Linked DNA regions of Mus musculus: regions 1 and 3 are each linked to region 2. The links are chromatin contacts, called in public Hi-C and HiChIP or PLAC-seq maps. All regions are on one chromosome and are shown on one strand. Each heading gives the region's core, a stretch centred on a gene start, on an enhancer-like site or on the middle of the called end of the contact. The rest is flanking DNA. Distances are from core to core; before and after follow the strand shown.

Region 1 (3,708 bases), core at 363-2,862, 34 kb after region 2:
GTGCACACCTTTAATCTCAATGTCTGGCATGCAGACGCAGGCAGATCCCCGTGAGTTTAAGGCCAGTCTGGTCTATATAACAAGTTCCGGGCCAGCCAAGGCTACATAATAAAACACTGTCTCAAAAACCAAAGAAAGGAATATTGGGCTGGGGATGTGACCCACTGGTAGAGTGGCTGGTTAGCATGTATAAGGCCTTACATTTGGTTCTCTATATTGCAAATAAAAATAAAATGGAGGTCTCAAGTCAAATCAGTCTTCTGCCAGAGGAAAGTAGACAAAGTCTCACTAGAGTGAGAAAGTGAGAGATGTGCTGTAAGATCATCTTAGGACGGAAGTACAGACTACTCCGTGGTCATGCCTTCCAAATCACCTCACAGTGACCATGAACTCCACAAAGTACCTATTTCCAACCATAAAATCAAAGTAATTGCACCAGTGCTTTCATGCTCCCCTGTTCCTATCAAGTGGCTTAGGAAGAAAATTCCCTGGCCCAGGCAGGGAGAGATCACGAGGCAAGATGGGCAGAAGGAGGAATGCAGAGAAAACGGAGTCAGAAATCACAAAGGTCAAGACCCAGCAGTGAACGGACTTCCTCAGTGACCCCGGCTTCAGGAGGAGGCTAACACACCATGCAGAACCTCACCCGCACCAGCTCTGCGTCCTGCCGGACAGACAGACTGTCCCTGAGCTACAGAAAAGGGCAGTTCTCTACGAAAAAACAAAAACAAAAAAAGGCAGGGAGCCCACTGCAGAGATCGGGGTAGACTTTCAGTGACTCTTCTGAAGGGGGAGCACCTCTGCGCCACTGCAGACACTGTGACTGCCAACAGGAGGTGAGCTTCAACCGCCCTGTCGGTTCCTCTCCCTGTAAAGATGGTGGGAGCTGCTCAGAAATACACTGGAGTCCTTAGAGCAGACAACTCTGCCCCAATAACAACTAAGATAACCGCCACACTTCCAAGGGACTGTTTCTCACAGCCCAGTGGCTGGCAGTGCTTTACTCTAGGGGATCACACCCTGATAACAAGGAGAGCCCACACCCCCAGAGCCATCAGGGCTGACACAGGAAAAGACTGAGGCTGAAACGCCATGACTGACAGCAATCTATACTGTTTCTGTAAACCACTCCCAGGGGTCAGGGTCTCAGCAGTACAAACAAGGCAGGCTTCTTGGATACCTGTGGCTATGAGAAGCATGGGGACCTCCCTGTGCACTCCACGGCTGAAATCCCAAAGAAAACCACCTTAGAAGACTGCCTTCTTAAAAGAGCAAATCTAAAGACGCATTTCTCAGCCTGTCATTGGTCCCCTTACAGCAAACTCAATTTCATGCAGAGTCAGTAGGAGGGCAAAGCCCTAGCTATCAGGAAATGCCACTGCGTTTGTTACACGCAATGGGCAAACGTGTAAGTTCAAGGGCTTGGGCTTACTGTCACATGGGGACTGGGGACACAGAAACAATACAAACACAGAACTAAACTATAGGACAAGGACAAAATAAAAAGCCTTCTCTCTATTCTCCAGCAGGGCCCCCACCTTCAAGGTCAGTCTCTGGGCCCTCAGTCCCTCCAGAATACTGTGCCCGCCTCCAATGAGGTCATCCATGCCGTGGTGAATGTTGTGGAGGGAGGAGTTAAACTGCAGTGATTCATCCATGGGAATGGTGGTGTCAGAGTCCTGTGAAAGAAATGCAGGCACTTGGTTAACTTTGCTTGCCACTCAGCTCCTGGGGGCTGGGCAAATCTTACTACACTGCCTTTTTGGCCAACGTCAAGCCAGAAGAACTAGAGGGACAAATGCAAGAATCAGAGAGTCCAACAGGGGAGGAAAGCAAAGCAAAGGTGTGTGTAAGGGGGCGGGGCCTGCTCGCACAGCAGCAGAAGAGGTAACGGACCCATAATTCTCCAAGTGAGCTCTGCTGTAGTGTTGATCTGTTCATCTGCTACGTCCCCCACTGAGGAAAATCCGGTTATTCCTTCCAGACTTCATTCATTTCTCCTAAAGGTTTTTTCTGGCGCCTCTCAAAGACAGCTTCTCAAGTGTTCCTTTACAGCAGTTCTTGCTCGTGCGCTTTTACATGTTTGCTTTTGTTCTTTAGCTATTTTATCTATAGCTTATCCCTCTAATTAGACTGAAACTACGGATCAAAGGGGCAGTGCTTTCTACTGAAGCCTGCAGGGTGTTCAGGATGGGAACAAAGTTCTGAGAAGGCAGGGAAAGGTTGCTAAAGAAAGACAGAGGAAAAGAAAAGAGGACTGCAGAGTGAGCACAGTCTATGTGAGTGAGATGCCTCAGATCACAGACTCTGCAGACTTTGCAATGGATTTACCTACTAAGCACTCCTTTGGACCCTGGCCTTTCCGACTGAAATGCCCTATCAGTACAGACCAAGCCCTCTTACTTCACAGGCACATTTCTCTAACTCACACAGCTTGCTGGACTTTTCCTGCTCTCCCCATTTTGCAGATGAAGAAGGTGAGGCCCAGAGAGATGGAATAACCTGTCCAGATAGGTAGGATCCCAGGGCTGGGTGCACACACAACTCTCAATTTCAACTACACTGCAGACAAAAACACTGAGAGTGAGCCTGGTGGCTCTAACCACACACCAATTGCGCTGGGAAGAGGACCACGTGTCACCCAGCAGTGATTGTCTCTCCTTCCTGCTGTCTGACCAGCACAACCTCCTGCCAGGCAGTGCCCCACCACCATGGAAGCCCCAATTCCCACTGGCAGGTGAGTAACCATTTGTTCTGCTGCTCAAGTTCAGAACCAGCCCTAGGTGGACATTTTGAAACTCCCTGCTAACACAGAAGCTCCTGAAAGGAAGAAGCCATGTTTAGTACTCTTCTCAAAGGCTTTACTTGGTATCTTGGTGTTAACTCTAGTGTTTTAAGAGAACCACGACTCCCCTTTTCTGACAAGCACTTACTGAATGGCTTTACACAGAAACCTGAGAAGGGAAGGGTGCTAGTCTGCTCTCTTTAGAATGGGGAAAGTGACTTGGAGGAAGTTTCATTTGGTGAGTCAGTGCTTATGAGCAGCCTGGTGAGTGTGGTGCCACATCAGGCTGGCAATCAACAGAATAATCCTGAGAGGTCATGTCTAGCCTACAACTGCCTGAATGTGATGTAGCATGCCATATGCTGGCTTACTCAGAGGCTTACAGCACTGTATGTGTGAGCTGTTAATCACCACGGCCTGCCTGCCCACCTGCTCTATAAACACAAACCTGTGAAGCCCCAACCTGAAGCCCTGGAAGAACCGCACTGCAGCAGGGCATGGAGCAATGGCTTGGTCATCTGCCAGTGGAAATCGGGGTTTCCGTGGTGGAGGGGCACTGCCTGGCAGGAGGTTGTGCCAATCAGACAGTAGGAAAGAGAGCACTCACTACTAGTGACGACTTGGCTCTCTCCCAGGCCCAGTCTGTGTGCGGTTAGAGCCACCAGGCTCGCTCCAGGCTTGCTTGCAGTATTTCTGTCTACAGTGTGGCTTTGTACACATATTAAGCAAGGAATTCTACTGGCAGATTTAGAAAGTGACAAACTATGAAGCCCAAACCCACCTCATTTGGTAGAACACACTATGTGAGTCCCTGAAAAGGGCCAGGAGGTTGTATTTGCAGAGAATGAGCCTACTGAGGCTAGGAGACAGGGCAGGGCTTCTAAGAGATCAAACATGCAAAACAACAGGCTATTCCAAAAAGA
Region 2 (4,022 bases), core at 1,417-3,916:
TCCCTCTCCCATCTACCAGTTGTTCACCTTTTAGTGCATTCTTCAAGTGTGGCCATAAGGAAAGCCAAGCAGCCCCATGGAAAAGCTGCTGAGAGGGAAGGATTGAGGTCCCCTCCTGCCAACAGGCAACTAGGGGACTAAGGGAGTGCGGTGGTATGAATGAAAATGGCTTCCATAGACTCAGGGAATGGCACTATTAGAAGGTGTGGCTTTGTTGGAGAAGTGTGTCACTGGGGAGACACTCAAACCAAGCCCACACTCTCTCTTCTTCCTGCCTGCTGACCCAGGTGTAGAACTCTCAGCTCCTTCTCCAGCACCATGTATGCCGGCGTGCCGCCATGTTTCCTGCCACATGACAGTAATAGACGGAACCTCTGAACTGTAAGTCAGCCCCAGTCAAATGTTTGCCTTTGTAAGAGTTGCTGTGGTCATGGTGCCTCTTCACAGAAATAGATGTCTAACTTTTAGATGACTGTGGCCTTAGCCAAGACCTGGAGTTCCATCCTGTGAGGGACTCTATGCCAGAGCCTAGCGGCTTCTATATCCCTGTCCCTCAGGTACTGTGAGGGGACCAGTGTCGGCTCTATGTGAAGGGATTTGCAAGGCAGCCATTGATAAGGAACGCCTTTACCTGTCAGGGTTCCCACAAAAATTAAGAGTTCAGGAGGCAGGAAGAAGGCTCAGTGAGTAACATGGTCAGCACACAGGTGTAAGGACTTGAGTTTTGCACACCTGTAATTCTAGTGCTGAGGAGGTGAAGACCGGAGGCTCCTAGAGGTCAGGTAGTCTGGTGGACTTGGTGACCTCCAGACTCAGCGGGAGGCCCTGTTTCAGAACTAACATAGAAGGAACAGGAGCTAAAGCTCCCTGACGGATGCTTGCCTCACATGTATGACACGCAGGGGTCACTCCTTAGTTCTGAGGGGAGCGTGGGGGGGGGGAATGGAGAAAAACACTTACCTTTGATCTATACATACATAGGGGGGAGTAAAAATTAAGAGTTCATACACATCAAACTGTGCCAAATCTTGCCAGGATTCATGGTACAGACAGAGAGTGTGTAATGACCTGGGTTTGGGTCATACAGGACGCCCATTTCTGAGCTGAAGGAGCCTGAGAGCCTAGGTCTACAGAGGCAATGGCCAGACTGTATGTGAAAAATCAAACCCTGATACTACCTGAAAGCTAAGCACAGTCCCTGTAGCAAGCAGGCTTGAACTTGGCAGGCAGCTGACAGCATCCCTAAGTTTGTCCCTAAATCCCAAAGGACACGGTAGGAAAAGCAATACGTCCCCACAAACTAAGACTACTCTATGCCTCCCTTCTGCTGAGCCCAAGGAATACTTTTCTGTACCCCACCCCCAGGCCTGCCTGCCTCTACGCAAAGCTTCCTGCCCCGCCCCTCTTCAGGCAGCTGGACATAGGCAATTGGCTGACTCTTGTCCCAGCAAGAGCGGGGAGGGGGGAGCCGGGTAAGAGCCCAGGCTTGTGTTTAGTTTGGTGATCTTCGCTAGCTTCCAGGGGTCCTAGCTCGCTCTCTCTACCTTCACACTACAGGTCAAAGGCAAACATCTCTCAACCTTCCTTTCACACCAAGTTACCCAGCAGGATCTACCCAGAGTGATGGAAGGGTAAGGGGGGCAGGAAGGAAAGATTGAGAGCTTATGGAGCAGGGCATTTGCCCCCACGTGTACTGAGTATGCTCACTGGAGCCGGGTTTCCCTGAAGTCCCCATACTCACTCTCTACTTCTACCTTTTGCAGCAGACAGCTGGACTACAGCTGGACAGAGTCAAGGACATGGGCTGCGAGTGCAGATTAAACCTCTCCGCCCCACCCCCACCCCCGCCCTGCCTTAAGCTGAGCAGAATAATGAGCAAAGGAATATAGGAGCATTTCTCTAAAGAAATTCTGGTGCCAAAAGCAAAGCACAGACTGTCTGAGCCAGATCCTTGCAGTACAAAACAGCATGTACGCTACAGTAGGCAAGACGCTGCATTCCCGGACACAAATAGAGACAACCAGGAGGAGGTTGTACCTAGGTAAGGACACTGGCCCACCCCAGACAGCAGGATTTTGCAGTTTTAGAGGGTTTTTCCCAACTTTTGCTGATCCGTGCTAAGTGATCTACAATGATTATTTCTATAAAATAAATAAAATAGAAACTCCGCCAAATGACTTAATTTTAATAAATATGTTAAAAAGAGGTGGCATATGGGGCCATGGTAAGAGGCAAAGAGCTCTTAGCTGTGACAGCCTTCAGCCAGGGAAAAGCTGAGAGGGGCCAGCAGAGACAATGTGGCACAGTCAGGCCACCCAGAGCCACACCCGTTGGAGTGGGCAATGCCGTGGGCCAAAGCTACCCCCCACACACACACACACAGAATGTAACAGAATGAAAAAGGCTCCAGACCGCCCCCATCCACAGTTCTGGGAACCCGCACCTTTGGGGCAGCTTTCGGCCCAAAACAGACAGCCTAGAGTGAGTCAAAGATTACTTGGCCCGAGGGCAGGAGCTGCCTGAACACTCTGACCCTGTCCAGCGGGCTTTGCGCAGACAGCACGCTGGGAGGGGTTCGTGTCCCCGCAGCTTGGGCGACGCGAGTGGGTTGGGGAAGGGCGGGGCGGGGCGGAGCTCGGCGGTTGCCAGGGGCGGGGCAGCACGGCAGTCTCGGAGCTCCGTGGGCGACTGCCACGCACTGTTGGCTCTCTCAAGCTCGCGCGCCGCCTGTTGCTCTCTGCTCCTGGCCGCCGGTTTCCCGCTGGGGAGGTAGGCGGACCAAGAACCGCAGCGCGCGTGGGCGACTTCCCGCCTTCCTCTCCTCCTGGCGCAAGGGTAATCCAGGGACCCCCCGGGCGTCCCCGACAGAGCGGACGCCGCCAGCTCCCGGGCGCGTCCTAGCCTGCGTTCTCAGACCCCCCCCAGGCACCACGCCGGCATGAACGTGAGCTTCCTGAACCACAGCGGCCTGGAAGAGGTGGGTGGTGACGCCCGAGCCACCCTGGGAAACCGCAGCCACGGGCTGGGCACGTGGCTAGACTGCTGCCCCGGCGGCGCACCACTGACCGCCAGCGACGGGGTCCCCGCAGGACTGGCGCCGGACGAACGCAGCCTGTGGGTGTCGCGCGTGGCGCAGATCGCCGTGCTTTGCGTGCTGTCGCTCACCGTGGTCTTCGGCGTTTTCTTCCTGGGCTGTAACCTGCTCATCAAGTCCGAGAGCATGATCAACTTTCTGATGCAGGAGCGCAGGCCCTCCAAGGACGTGGGCGCCGCCATCCTGGGACTATACTGAGCGCCGGCCGCCCTTGCCAGAGTTGAAGCACCGCGAGGAAGAGACTACGGAGCCTCTTTCTCAAGGCTTTGGCCGCTGCCTGCGATCAACGAAGTACCTCGCACCACCCGGGTCTGGACACCATAGGACTCAGCGGCGGCGGTGCGCGAAGGGACTGTCATGCCAGACTCCGTCCTGTGTGCGCTCCAGCAGGGGCCGGGGACGCAGGGTTCTTCACAGGTTTTTTACAAAGAGAAGTTCGGGGCAGAGTGGGAGACAGGGATGGGGAGACGCAATGCGGGGCTGAGGTTAACTATGGCGGGGATGTCGGCCGTGTTGGTGGGGGCCAGCTCCAAGGAGGGCTCAGGGAAGAGGTGCATCGCTGAGATTTTGCATCTGATCTCGCATTGCGTCTGAGAAGAAATTTTGTAATAAAACCATAGCCGTCGGGCTTCCTTATACATTCTAACTGTGCCGTGTGTGTGTGTGTGTGTGTGTGTGTGTGTGTGTGTGTGTCTGTGTGTGTGTCTGTGTGTGTGTGTGTGTATAGGGAGGAGACCGTGACCTACTTCTTGCCCAGTTTGGTCCATTAAAGGAGCTATGGGGCAGATAGCTCTGAAGCTCCCTGGTTCTCAGACCAAGAGGAGAAAGAAAGGAACTGTTTTATCTTTTTGGGTTTTTTTTTTAAACGTTGTTTTTGTTGTCTTTTTTTGTGTTTTTGTTTCCTTTTTCCTACAAAGAACTGTTTTCT
Region 3 (3,746 bases), core at 923-3,422, 38 kb before region 2:
TAACTTACAAAACCTGGAGGGATAGCAGGCCTTCGAATGACTCCTTATGTAATTCAGTCAGGTGATTTTCGCTGAGAATTCTGGAAAATTAAAAGGTTACCTGGATCAAAAACCATCAAACAGACGGAGAACATTGGTGGTGAAATGGGATGAAGAGATACATGCTGTCATGTGCTATTGCCTAGAGTGTAAGTTGGCACTACTTATTTTTAGGGCAGTTAAAATTTCATATGTAAAAACTATCCTAAAGGCTCTATTTCTAGATATCTGGTCTATAGAAACACTTGTCCAAGGTATACAGGACATTTATTACAGCCAGACAAGTAACAGAAAAACCAGATAGTCTCTAATAATCAGCAGGATAATATTAAATTCTCACGGATGTGTACACACTATAAAATATTAAACAGAACTGGAAATGAATAGTATAAGCCTCTACACATGTGAAAGAAAATTTTAAATATCATGAAGTGAAAACAAGAAGTTACCAGATGTTATCATTTATGTAAAAGTGATAAGGAAAGCAGAGACACTGTTATTTTCTATATGCAAATGTGTCTGATGGATATATACCAATTTAGAGTAGTGGTTACCTCAGAGCTGAGGAATTATGGCACAAGGAAGGTTTCAATATCCCTCTTACTTAACTACTAACCACTAAAAATGACATCATAGACTATTCCTGTACTGCAAAACAAATCTGCCTCTTATGAAACCCCACAACATTAAAATTAAAATTTTTGCCTGCACTAGTAAGGTTCCAACTCATGGTCTCGTGTACTAACACTGAACCACACCCCAGTCCTCATGCAACTTACCAGGAAAATGCAATCAATACCAATTTCTTTATTTAGTGAGATTAGAACTCCCTCTCTCTACCCTAAACCTTCCATGTTGAGCTATCAGAAATTTACTGGGTTGCGCAGAGGAAATGTCTTTCCTCAGACATAGTCACCTCAAAATCTGGACCAAAAAAAGGCCTTAGTGCACTATTTTGCATAATATTTGGAGAGAATATATCTATGCACACACACACACTACTCACAATTTCTCAGTCCAACGGTATACCTTCCATACATTTTTGTCAATGAAAGAAATATCATTTCCTTTGAAATTTCTGTGGAGAAACAGTTGATATAATTGAATAATAGGAAAAGAATAAACAGAATCAGTAAAAATCCTAACACCTTCATGGAAGTGCTCGATGCAGAATGAGGGACGCCACCAACTTTATGATTCCTGAATCTATCAGTCTCTGAGGAAGCACAGTTAAGAACGCCTGACTACTGGTGAGATACTTCCTCAAAAGGTCAACTTCTAATCTGACCCACCTTTTGGTTAAAAAGGAGAGTTAATTACTAAGTATTTTTACTGTGTCTAAATGAATTCCTTCTTTAAGCCCATAAAAATATATGTGATTTAAAATTTAATATGGTCATTAAAATAGGCAAATTTTTAATCACTATTAACTACTAAGAAACCATATTAGTAATACCAAAACTTTGCTTAAGGGCTGTCTGTTGAAGCCTGTGTAGGTGTTAGAAAGATGAAAAAATTATAACTAGTGAAAGAAATGTACTGGTGTGGAAATAGTTCTCAGACGTGCCACGTAAGGAAAAGACACAAAATCACTGTGAAAGGAGTTTTAGCTCATCTGTGAAAAACACAAATGAAATTGCATTTTGCACCCCAAAATCCAAGTGGGATTTATGTTATGGATGGTAGGGCACAGAAGAAGAGTGACAAGGTCTATGGAGTGAAGTGTATAAATTATCTTATAAACCTTGTATGTTTTGTTTCCATTTTGCATGTGTGCATGCAGAAGCCCAAGTTTGACGTTAATGGTTATCCACACTCACTCTTCTACTTTACTGAGACAGGGTCTCTCAATCAAACCTAGACTCTTGCCGATATAGTACATGTGTCAGCCAGATTGTTCCGGTAGTATCTAGCTTTCAAGCTGTAAGGTAGACTGTCAACACTAACCTGTCATTTACATGAGATTCTGAGGATCTGAACTGTAATCCCCATACTTGCAATTTGGACATGTTAACAACTGAGTGATCTACCCAGGTGTCCCACTCCCCCCACCCCATTTCCAGCCCTAATAATGGGATGGAGGGCATTGTGTGTGCTAGTCAAGCAATCTACCACTAAGCTGTATTCCTAGCCCTTTTGTCATCCTGAGAAAGTATCTTACCAGTACAGTCTAGGCTGGCCTTGAGCTTGTGATTCTCATTTTTCCCTAGTGCTAAGATTATAGGCACATGTCACCAAAAAGGCTTCCATGACATTTCAAAAATGAGAATCTATACATGAGTGCCACATGCTTAAAAGAAGCTATTAAATTTAGTTATGTTCAGTTTCTTTGTTCTTTGACTCACTTTGAGTATTTACCCTTCGTATGTTCTTACTTCAGTGAAGACTTTCTTGCTCAGTTTGAACATATTTTTTTATGTTAGAGAAGAAAAAAATCTTTTCACTTGATAGTGAACATCTCCTCTCACCTAAGCTAATTTTATGTTCACCAATAAAGGAAATGCCTACAACTGAACTCAACCCCCATGCTGCTCTCATTCCTGACTGCTGAGTCCATCTGTTAAACTGTCTTCCTCATCTTCATCAAGGCAAACTGTGGGCTCATTTTTTTTATTATTTTGAAATGAGCTCTCACCTATAAGCCCTGACTGGTGTGGAACTCGCTCTGTAGACCAGACTGACCTTGAACTCACAGAGATCTACCACCTCTGCCTCCTGAGTGCTGGGACTAAAGGCAGCATCAGTTCTCAACTCTTTAATCAGTCACTAAATCCTCTCCTCTCCTACTCTGTGGAGATTCAGGGTTTCCTTCCCACTACCAAATGGCCACAGTGGCTCAGTTCTCCCTCACTTTATTCCTAAATTTTGCTAGATCCTTCTACATGGTCATCGAGAATTAAGCTTTTCCCCTGGATCACTCAACACATGGGTGCTAAAATAATCCTATATCTGAGTGTTATGACACATGCCTATATTTGTTATTTAAGGGGCTGAGGCGGGATGATCATGAAGTCAGGACCAACCTATACTACATAGCAAGGTTCTGCCCTCCATTTAATAGTTTTTCAGTAGTTCTTGGAAATGTTCTATGGTTCTCTATAGCATACTGTGACTTTCAAACCACTAGAGTTGATATTCAAAGTATTTCATAATATGTCTCATTGCTTTCTCTTTGCTGGTAAGTGATTCCACTAAATCCTTATTCTTGTAGCTATGCCTTTACTTATGCTGTAATCCCTATTTTTACTTTATTTAAAAAAACACTTTGGGACAAAGGTTAAGATTTAACATAATATTCCCCCTTTCCTTGTCTAGTAATTCACATTCCAGAGAAAAACTTCATACATATATAGCTCCCATACTTCTTAGCCCTGAGTAGTGCACACAATGAATGTAAAATATAGAAAGCTAAGAACAAGAATGAGCTCTGGACAAAACTGAGAAATTTCAAAGTATTAACACCTAGCACTCATATATGCTAAGAACTAAGATAAATATTCCATGTATTTAACTAAGACTCACATCAGCCCTATGGAAGAGTAGCTATCAGACTTCCCATTTTACGGGTTATGAAGTTCATTCACAGCTAAGAATTCTTCCTAGAGTTGAGGAGCTACCACATGAAAGATCTGGGCTCCAGCCTCAGGAGTCCAGCTCTGCAATCTACGCTAATCAGTCTGTTACATCTTCACTAATGAAATAAATTA

The links. Hi-C and Micro-C count contacts between places; a contact is called where the count stands out from the background. HiChIP or PLAC-seq counts read pairs in DNA pulled down with a chosen protein or histone mark.
Region 1: a contact with region 2 is called in a Hi-C map of the C2C12 cell line, with 2.1 times the contacts expected there. The contact joins the enhancer-like site here to the promoter of Rprml in region 2. A contact is called at or near these places in 12 of 39 promoter capture datasets (the 3T3-L1 cell line, embryonic stem cells, hippocampal neurons and 5 more), 6 of 15 datasets of contacts at CTCF or cohesin (the NIH/3T3 cell line, embryonic stem cells, hippocampal excitatory neurons and 2 more), 103 of 484 Hi-C or Micro-C datasets (8-cell embryo, the AML12 cell line, the AtT-20 cell line and 59 more), 12 of 115 datasets of contacts at active chromatin or transcription factors (astrocytes, bone marrow-derived dendritic cells, embryonic forebrain and 6 more) and 5 of 9 other capture datasets (adipose tissue, embryonic stem cells, embryonic tail and 2 more).
Region 3: a contact with region 2 is called in an H3K4me3 HiChIP or PLAC-seq map of embryonic stem cells, with 2.6 times the contacts expected there. The contact joins the enhancer-like site here to the promoter of Rprml in region 2. A contact is called at or near these places in 1 of 15 datasets of contacts at CTCF or cohesin (the NIH/3T3 cell line), 2 of 115 datasets of contacts at active chromatin or transcription factors (both in embryonic stem cells) and 2 of 9 other capture datasets (adipose tissue and liver).

What each region holds. Positions count from the first base shown.
Region 1 is chr11:103,682,254-103,685,961 of GRCm38.p6, forward strand. Gosr2 (golgi SNAP receptor complex member 2) reads right to left here. Exons shown (of 6, transcript NM_019650.4): 5 at 1,539-1,679. Among named protein-coding and RNA genes, the nearest start is that of Gosr2, 14 kb to the right of the region's middle. Within about 2 kb of position 1,613, at least 38 of the 459 cell types and tissues checked have an H3K27ac peak or open chromatin away from gene starts, as enhancers often do. A contact at or near this core is called in the C2C12 cell line, the HL-1 cell line, Sertoli cells and 5 more, where this site is marked.
Region 2 is chr11:103,646,843-103,650,864 of GRCm38.p6, forward strand. It overlaps Rprml (reprimo-like), which reads left to right and starts at 2,667. Exons shown (of 1, transcript NM_001033212.2): 1 at 2,667-3,738. The coding sequence starts at 2,939. The coding sequence ends at 3,292. 1700072I22Rik (RIKEN cDNA 1700072I22 gene) reads left to right here. Exons shown (of 2, transcript NR_131143.1): 2 at 1,764-2,171.
Region 3 is chr11:103,608,874-103,612,619 of GRCm38.p6, forward strand. Gm884 (predicted gene 884) reads right to left here. Exons shown (of 14, transcript NM_001033434.2): 2 at 1,046-1,117; 3 at 9-80. Among named protein-coding and RNA genes, the nearest start is that of Gm884, 4.0 kb to the right of the region's middle. Within about 2 kb of position 2,173, at least 3 of the 459 cell types and tissues checked have an H3K27ac peak or open chromatin away from gene starts, as enhancers often do. A contact at or near this core is called in embryonic stem cells, where this site is marked.